Regions from separate parts of the Rattus norvegicus genome. Here region 1 is linked to region 2. Evidence: chromatin contacts called from public Hi-C data. All regions are on one chromosome and are shown on one strand. The core of a region is the stretch at or near the end of the contact, and the rest is flanking DNA. Distances in the headings are between cores, read along the strand shown.

The links. A called contact is a pair of places that touch in the nucleus more often than the background predicts.
Region 1: a contact with region 2 is called in a Hi-C map of the A7r5 cell line, with 1.7 times the contacts expected there. The contact joins two enhancer-like sites. A contact is called at or near these places in 2 of 12 Hi-C or Micro-C datasets (the A7r5 cell line and the Rat2 cell line).

Annotation. Positions count from the first base shown.
Region 1 is chr1:235,411,245-235,415,843 of GRCr8, forward strand. Glis3 (GLIS family zinc finger 3) reads right to left here. Exons shown (of 11, transcript XM_039101395.2): 9 at 1,892-2,067. Among named protein-coding and RNA genes, the nearest start is that of Rnu6-613, 29 kb to the left of the region's middle. Within about 2 kb of position 2,262, at least 10 of the 93 cell types and tissues checked have an H3K27ac peak or open chromatin away from gene starts, as enhancers often do. A contact at or near this core is called in the A7r5 cell line, where this site is marked.
Region 2 is chr1:235,303,305-235,307,887 of GRCr8, forward strand. No RefSeq gene overlaps it. Among named protein-coding and RNA genes, the nearest start is that of Rnu6-613, 79 kb to the right of the region's middle. Within about 2 kb of position 3,122, at least 16 of the 93 cell types and tissues checked have an H3K27ac peak or open chromatin away from gene starts, as enhancers often do. A contact at or near this core is called in the A7r5 cell line, where this site is marked.

The sequences.
Region 1 (4,599 bases), core at 1,012-3,511, 110 kb after region 2:
AGGCCAGAGATGTCCACAGCAGAGACTGTGATCCCAGGCGTAAAACCCTGCACATGTACATACAGCTAGGAGTCCACAGGACTCCCACACCAACTGGCCTCCTTCATAACCCTCTTGTAAAGTTATGTTTACAAAGTAAGGTTCATGGAGGCAAGTCTTAGCCCAATTAAAAACAATCAGCATTTTAACTAAATTTCTTTCTGGTTAGTTTTCACACATACGTTAAGTTGTAATGTTCTAAAGATTTTTAAAAATTTTTCATAGTTATAAGTAAAACAGGATATACTACATTTGAGTGGACCTATGCTAGGGCTCACTGTGAATTGCCCCATTAGTCTATATGGCACCGGAAGGAAAGATCGGTGCCACTACAGGATGTCACTGACTGAGAAATACGCCCAGGTTTCAGCCACATTAAAATTTGGGCATTAAAACCACATTTCATGAAGGTGACCTACTCTGACTACCCTGACTTTTACAGGGCCATGGCCAGGCTGCCAAACCTCCCTTCCAGAGGGGTGCTAGTAGCTTTCCAGAACACAGTCTTGGGTCTCCCTTCATCAGAGAAGCTTCGTGACTGACCAGGAAGAGAACTCCTTTTTCTGGTTTTATAGACCCCACCCTATGCACTTGTAGCGGGCACTTAAAAAAACGTTTCCTGATATAATAGGTGTGTGAGAAGATGCTTATAAGAGGAAAGTAAAAAATCCCACTGAACTGAAGATGTCTAAGCTTTGCTGGGAAGCAGTAGACAACAAGCAGGAAAGGGGGAGACGGAAGGAGTTTTTGCCAGCGCCAGTGACCCTGGATTTCCAATGTCCACCATGGCTACAGATGAGCACTATCATTTTCCTGCCCCCTTCCTGCTGCTCAGGACTCTGCTTCCAACCTCTTGATCAAGTTCAGTACAATACTATTGGGGTCTACTATCTAGGGCCCTTGTTTACACTCACAGTAAACACTGTCTTGGGACACTGTTCATTAATTCCAAGTGATAACCCATATAAATATATGGTATTAATGAGAGGAGGGAGATGACTCACTTCTAGAATCATCTGGACTCTCAATGTACAGTATCATGTCTGCTTACATAGGATTCTGACATCAGGAAGCAAAACATTTGGCAGTTGGAGTCTGTATGACTTGGCGTTTGAGTTTTCTATGGAGGTCCACTAGGATATGTGCTTGAACTGGCAAAAGGAGTTTGATTAAAGAAAAGAAACTGAAGCAGACTCAGTCCTCAAAGCATGACCCTTTCTGAACATAAGGCTGACACAGAATGTAAGCCACTGTGATTTCTCTTTTCCTTATGTTCTCTCTTCCTGTATGAATATGCAGTCATTACAGGGCATGAAGAAATGAGCTGGGTTCCCTAAGAGATACGATGGCGAGTCAGACAACTCTGGTCTCAGAAGCTAGCTTATACGTTAATAAAGATGATAAGTTTCATTCAGATGAGGTACAAGATGGAGAGAATGAAAGTTCTACCCAAGACGCACAGATAGAATGCATGAAGTTTGGGGCTGGGGAGATGTCACACAGGGGAACCATGGAAGACTTGGACCTGGCTTATGGGAAGGAGTCAGCAGCCATGAACGGTGGTACTCCAGGGGCTTTCTTTTGCGTAGTCTCCTGATCATTCAACCTATTCTTGAGGTTTCACAACACGGGAACACCAATGATTGCCTTGGTTTGGTAACTATGGGTGTCATAAATCAGGTCAGCTGAGAAAAAGACTACAGATTTCATGCCAGAAAAGGGTGCTGTTTACATCTTAGGTCTGATGTAAAACAGAACATCTGGAACCCACATCTGGTCCCTAGGACACCTGACCGAAGGCAAGGGCAAAACACTGCCTTCAAAACTCCAAGGGCTGCCAGCTCCTGCTTACCGTGGACATGGATACCATTTGACTGAAAAGAAGAGTTGGTTTCTGGCTGGTAGGGCTTCAGGAGTGAGCCTGGTGGCTGCTGGGTGTGGGGAGCTTGTGCTCTCTGTAGCAGTGACTGAGGAGCTGGAACTCTTCCCGGGCTGATGTGGTGAGGAGATGGAGTCGGAGGTGCAAACCTGGGAAAAACGATTACAACAGGCAGCATGACCAACTCTTCAAAGCCTTCTGAGTCCCCGTTCTGGCCCTAAACAAGTATGACAATGTGCTCTTTCTAAAACCCTTTAGGACCCTCCTCTCTCTCGTCCAACCACTGACTGCTTCTCTGACACATAGAGGGAAGAAAAGACACCAACAAAGGAAACCTTAGTCACAGTTTGGGTTTGTCAGGCTTCTTAAACTGTATTTCAAACCCTCTGGGTTTTGTGAAATTCAAAGCACATCTTGTGCCAGGCCCTTTTCCTGCTAATTTTAAAACCCGTTCACATTTTAGGGGAAATTCGATTCATATGTTTCTGAGTCATTTACACTTAGCTCATAAACATTTTGTTTTGTAAGGCATATCTGAGGTCCAAGAAGTGTTATGGGTCCTTATTATGACCCCCTCTAACCAGAGTCTCCTTAAACAATACATTTTCTCTTGCCAAGAGTAAAATAACTTTAAACCTCAAAGGTCAAATATGCTTGAAACACAGAACCTGAGAGGTCGGCCTGGGTTCTGTGCTGGGTAAAGAGCATTCCTGCTGGTGTAGAAGGAATGTACTGTGGCATTTTTGTAGTAACGTGTAACAATCACAAGGTTGTTGGGTCTTTTGGTTTTGTTGAATGCAATTCCTTGCATATGCCAGGCAAGCACTCCACCATCGAGTGCTATCCCCAGCCTCAGCCTCAGAGTACGGCTTTCTGAAAGGAGATATACTGGTAATTTAAACAAGGAGAAATTACCAAGGAACCTTGGACAACTGTCTATTTATCTTCTCGTTCTGAGGGGAGACTGGCAGGTTCTGAGTCATGAGATTTAGAATAGCATTTACTGTCTAACGGCGAAGGACAGGAGACTTGAGAGAACAGACTTGCAGTTGGAAATGGTCACAGAGAAATTAAGAGGACGCTTACTTTGTTGGTTCAGCATGGGACAGTGATACTCATGGCAGAGAAGGAGGTAAGGGTCTTTCAATGTCGTGAGAATAAGCAGCAACGTAAGTCTTGATAAAAATATACTAGCAATGAAGCAAGTAACCTCCCCATAGTTCATCAACAGGAAAGCCTTTAGTTAGTTCCTGTTTAGACTATGTGGAAGAAAGGCTTCATTTTGAACTAGCAAATGCAGGTCATCATTGGTGACATCACTTATTTTATAGAAACAACTGAGTCCACAAGGCTGGGCTCTTGTGTAAGGACATAGCTGAGAAAAGGGGAAGGTGCATTAGACACATTTCCGAAGTTCATCCTAAAGGTCCTGAAGCAAAGTAATCTCGTAAATGGCAGCTTCAACATTTATGTGAAGGGAGTGAGAGCCTGGGAGACAATGCTGTGTTCACTTTGCGTTTCACTTGGGAAGTATGCTGATGCTATCTAAGAAGGCTGCAAAGGAACTAAGAGGAAGATGAGGGACTTAAGGCAAAGAGGTCAGAGTATATCAGCAAACCAGTTGTGATCAGATGCCTATCATCTGGTCACTTAGGTTTTTATTCTATGGGAGGAGAAGAGCAGCTGTGTGTCCTGTGCCGGTACATCTGCACTTCTCAAAACACTGCCTCTTAATTGGGCTTAACCCGAAAGGCAATGCTGAGTGGCCCCAGGAGAAAACAAATCCTGGCACTACCCTGAGAACATCTAGTAAAACACACAAGCCAGGATTCCCCATATGGAGGCTATTTTCTGGAGAACACGTCCTTATTGTGTCTCCAAAGTAGCTCTGAGCTTGTAGGAGAGGAATGAGAAGTTATGAAATCAGAGAGTCTGAAGAGATAGAGTCTGCACTGGCATCCAATCCTAAATGGGGCCTGTTCTTCTGCTCCTCTGGGCCGAAGGGAGAAAGGATTTGAGTAGCAAGGTCACCTATGTCATTATCACACAATCATACTGATGTTTCAACTTTGGGAGACAACGTCATTAAGACCCAATGGCTCTCTTGTTTCACTTCTTTATTTGAGAGTAAAAGACACAAGGAGCTAGAGGGCCTTCTGGTCTACCCTTCTGGTATATCTGCTATCTTCTGTCAGTCTATGACCAAAGAACAAAGTGATGAGGGGACAGACAAGTTGGGACTATCTGGGGAACCCAGTACAATCTGAGGACATAACCTACCCCAAACAACAAGATACATCTGACTCACATAAGATGAACTAGTAAGGAGTAGAGATGATGATGGACAAAGAATACGGAATCTAAGGCTCTCTCCTCAGAGTGAGGCCCTAATGCTTTTATCATTTGCACCAGTATGGTCAAAGTTAATTATGATCACTAACAAGGAAATGGAGACTACAAGGATACAAGAGTATAACTTATTAAAATAGTTTGCCATCTACAGCATAGATTGTATTACTCTAGATATAGATTCTGTATGTGCATGCTATTATAGAATTATGAGCTCATTCCAAATTATTCTTATTTAAGTTCTGGGCTATTACATATTATTCAATACACCAAAAGGGGTAAATAAAGGGAAAACCGTGGCAGGCACATACAAAGGTTTTGGCATTATTTCA
Region 2 (4,583 bases), core at 1,872-4,371:
GTCCTGGGGCCCTCTCTAGGTGCTGCGTATTACAGGTCTGTCTAGACATGTATTTGCTACGCATGCGCTCTTACATAGAGAACACATTCTGTACCTGCCCACTCATCCCGTCTCCTCGACTCCTCCAACCTCCATGCTTGTATAGAGTGTCAGCACCAGTCAGAACTTGAAGTCAAATAGGGTAACATGTGGATGGGCACCATAAATTACAGCCTGTGCATTTAAGCTCCCTAAGTCTATTTGATTTGTGGATGAAGCTTGAAAGGAAGGATGAAGAGAGAGAGAGAGAGAGAGAGGGGATCACTGGAACCTATTTGACAATACCATGTAAAAGAAACATTTTAGAAGATAACCGGGGCTGGGGATTTAGCTCAGTGGTAGAGCGCTTACCTAGGAAGTGCAAAACCTGGGTTCGGTCCCCAGCTCCGAAAAAAAGAACCAAAAAAAAAAAAAAAGAAGATAACCATCCGTGTAAGGAATTTGGAAGGGGCACAGCCCTGAGTGCAGGGCATTGTGGAAGTCTGCAGTGTTTGTCTTATTAGAGTATCTGTGGATATCCATGATTTGGGGAGCACTTGCTTGTTGGGGACCAAGGCTTTCATATATCCTGCAATGGGCTGACGGTCCTGACCTGTGTACTGAAGGACTATTCTCTCTTAACTGAGTTTTCTAGTCACAGACTTTTTTAGTTTGAGTAGCCAATCATGTAATTAAAATAGTTGTTTATGGGGATCCACATGAAGATCCTTACTTGTTTTAATATAAAAACACCACGAAGTTTTACGTGGTTGTAATATGCACTGAGTTTTCTAGATGAAAACTGCCATGGGTTATTACCCATCTAATTGGAACCATAAGACCATAAGTATTAAGAATGGTTTGTCTGTTTTTATACCATATATGTAGAACATATTCATAAATATACAATATATTCATATATACATAAAAACACATTTATTCGAGTACTTGGCACTACTAAATTATATAACTTATTTCACTATGTATTCACGTCACCTTTATTTTTAAAACATAAAAAAATAACTTAAATGGAGCGATACTAGCCAAGTGCTACTTTATCGCTTCAACCTTCTAGATCTTAAGTTTGTGCAAGCATTTCCATTGTTATTGTCATTATAGCAGAGCTGTTCCCACACATTTACATACTTAAAACACAGGACTTTGTTCTAAAACCACTGTCTCTTCATTGCCCCTTGTGGTAGAGTAAAAGTACTATACTGATATTTTTTAATTTGTGTTCCAAAAGAAGGGGTTTCACCTGAAAGTTAATTTCAGAATAGTGGAGAGGACTAACACAAATCGGTCAGTCTACAGGGAACCTGGGAGCAGAATGTGCAGAAATACTGAGTAAAGAAAGCCAAAGACAGGACTGGAGAGATGGCTCAGAGGTTAAGAACACTGGCTGCTCTTCCAGAGGTCCTTCGTTCAATTCCCAGCAACCACATGGTGGCTCACAACCATCTCTGATGGGATCTGATGTCCTCTTCTGGTGTGTCTGAAATTGGGATACCCTTTCCCTCAAATGTGTCAGGGAGTTTGTTGAAATGTGTTTGCATATTTAAGAGAGTAAAGAAATGTTAAACTGAAAGCTCAAAGAGACTCGTCCTCCTTTCATATGTAAGCAATTACAATTTAACCAGGAATATGTGCATTCTACTGCTGTCTGAATGGGGACAGACTACCTGAGCTTACTTCAGAGAAACACAGGCTCAGGGGTACATTTGGAGTTTTTTTAATACGTGTAAAACTAGGGAATCAAGCCACAGCCTCTGGCCACACCAGGGAAGGTCTTCTCTGTCTCCAGCTCACACGGACCTGTTAGTTTATCAAAACAATCCGATCCCTGATTGTGGGAAAGATGCAGTGAAAGATTCAACATTGGTTCTGCCTTGTGATATATTCAAAGAATTACATACTAAGACAACGAACTGGAACATTGCCAGCCACCACTCTACCTTGCCTATCTGGGCACGCCACTCCATGCATCGAGAGGAGAAATCTGTTTTCCACTTCTTTCAATCTGGACAGCATTTGTGACTTGTTTTGGGCTCAAAGGATATGACATACATCTGGCTGTATCATCTCATTACATAGAACTTAAGATCTGTTCAAGATCTAAGATGCTCTACCAAAATACTCTACCACCCCTCTAGATAACGAAGTCAAACCATCCTCTAGCTATCCAAGCTTCCACATCTGAGGCACCAGACATAGGATGGAGCCATAGAGGGTGCTCCAACCCAGTAGAAATGTTTCTAGCTAGTGCTACACAGTAGAGAGGAGCCCTGCTTAAATCCCTGGTCCGTACAGCAAAAACCCCAAGTGTCCTATTTTTTAAGCCATTAACTTTGGGCTTGCCTATTACATGGAAGAATACATTAGAGATAGAAGATAGAAATAGAGACAGGCACTATGGAAGAGAAAGTATCCTAAAGGGAAGGTGAGAGGGATTCAGAGGAACAGAGTTTAAACTGAAGTTTGAAGGGATTGGCAGCTCCGGAGTCACATTTCCATAGTCTCCCACCACCACCACCACTCACCCTAAGATAGGAGCGCTTGTCCTCGAAGCAAAACTGCACAAATGAGAATTGATTAAAAATTTGTACAAGAAAAAGGCCTGATGGCCAGAATCTCTGCCACCTGGATAAGGTGATGGCCCTGAACCTTAGTCCTCAGTGTGCTCGTCCCCCTCCCCTCTGGTTGTTCTCTTTTCTTTACTGACATCTTTCCATTTCTCTTCAAACTTGCCCCTCAACTTACCCAACCACTTCTATTTCCTACCATAACATTCTAATATTTTCCCCATGTCTTAATTTTTATGACTTCAGAGAAGGAGTGCTTTTCCCTAGCAGGTACCCTTGAAGGGGTTGTGGAATTATATGGTGTCCAGTGTGCAATTAATTTGCTATGAAGAAGAAGAAGAAAAAAAAAGTGTGTGTGTGTGTGTGTGTGTGTGTGTGTGTGTGTGTGTGTGTGTGTGTTTCCTACAAGGGAAGCAATAAAAGTGACTTTTGCTAACTTTCTTCTCACAATTTCTAATGAGTCAACATGTGTTGAGGAGAAATTAGTCAGAGCAGAATGAATCCTGTTATGCAGCTCCACTTTTGTAAGCATGAGTCAGAGATTCCTCTGTGGCTGTGCCGTGAGTGCTGGGCTGTGATGAGAAGGATTGGGGGTAAAAGAACCCTTTCTTAAAAACTTAGAAAAATAGCAGAGAATCCCTCAGGGTGTGAAGAAGAAAAAGAACAAATGCTGTGGTCAGAATTTAGTTTCATTATTATGGGAAAATGCACGGCATTGCTCTCTCCTATCCCTCTACCCTGGTGAATGGCCATGACTCCTATTTGACCAGGTGAAGCCCCTATTGTACTACATAAAGTAAACAGAAGTGAGGTGAGAATTCAGCAGATCTGACCTCTCCACCACCCCCCCCCCAACACCTTTGACCATAATACCCTTCACATGCTTACTTTGTGTTGTCATCTTTGTAAAGCATTGAGTTGATAGAAGGGAGGAAGCTCAAGATGGATGAAACATTGCCTGTCTGCTCAAAGATTGGTGGAGATAATATCCAAGTGGGAATTAGTGGGGTGCCTGTATTCACAGGATGTTTGTGAGCAACACTGTACCTTCAGACTCGATAGGGCTTTGTTAAAACCTTATACTACGCAACACAGGATCTAGGTTAAAAAGTACGAGCTATCATCTTACTTTGAACAAGGGCACACACACTGTATTTCTGGAACTCCAAGTGGGAACCCATTGGCTAATTTATTCCAGAACGACAAGGTTTTTAAAGGCTGAAAACCAAAGGTAGTAGTAATACAAAGTAGTCCGAACACAATGAAGTTGGAAACATAGCATGTCAAGGCTGAGTTCACAGCCTTTGCTGTTGCACACAGTTTCAAGTACGCCTGGTAAAATGGATCTTTCCAGTAACTAATATTGTCAAGGTAGGGCAACAGTGTATTTGAATAGTCATAGTATTAAACACTCAAATTCTTTGATTTTTTTTTTTACAAACAAGATTGAATTTGTCAGTAGAAGGAGAAACATATGGGAGGGCACAGAAGTGGCAAGCAATTATTTTTAAGTTGGATATATTCAAACCTCACTTCGGCAAGGACCCAACCAGTAAATATCACTGTGGGAACGCTAACATGGAAACTGGTTTCCTCTTTGTTTATTTTGTATTGAATAAACATTGATGGGGAAGCTGTGTGCAGGGTGTTGTGCCTCCTACAGACCTGCTCATCCATCTGCCTGGTCAACCTTTCTGTGGAGATAGAGTTGCCAGGACCACAAACTCAGCGTGTCCAATTGAAACTCAGCTGGCCCCAAACCTGTTCAAGCCGTCTGTGTTTCCTATCTGGGTCTATGATGTCATCAGCATCCCAAATGCTCAAGTGTACCCTTGTCATCAACTTCAGCCTTCACCACCTCCATTGCAACTCCCCACACACCATACCAATGGCCAAATAGGATCACATCACTTCCCTGTTTCTATTTAATAGTTCTAGCAACTCCTTGCCTGGTCTGTTTAATCTCCTAGTAGGTAGTCTTTC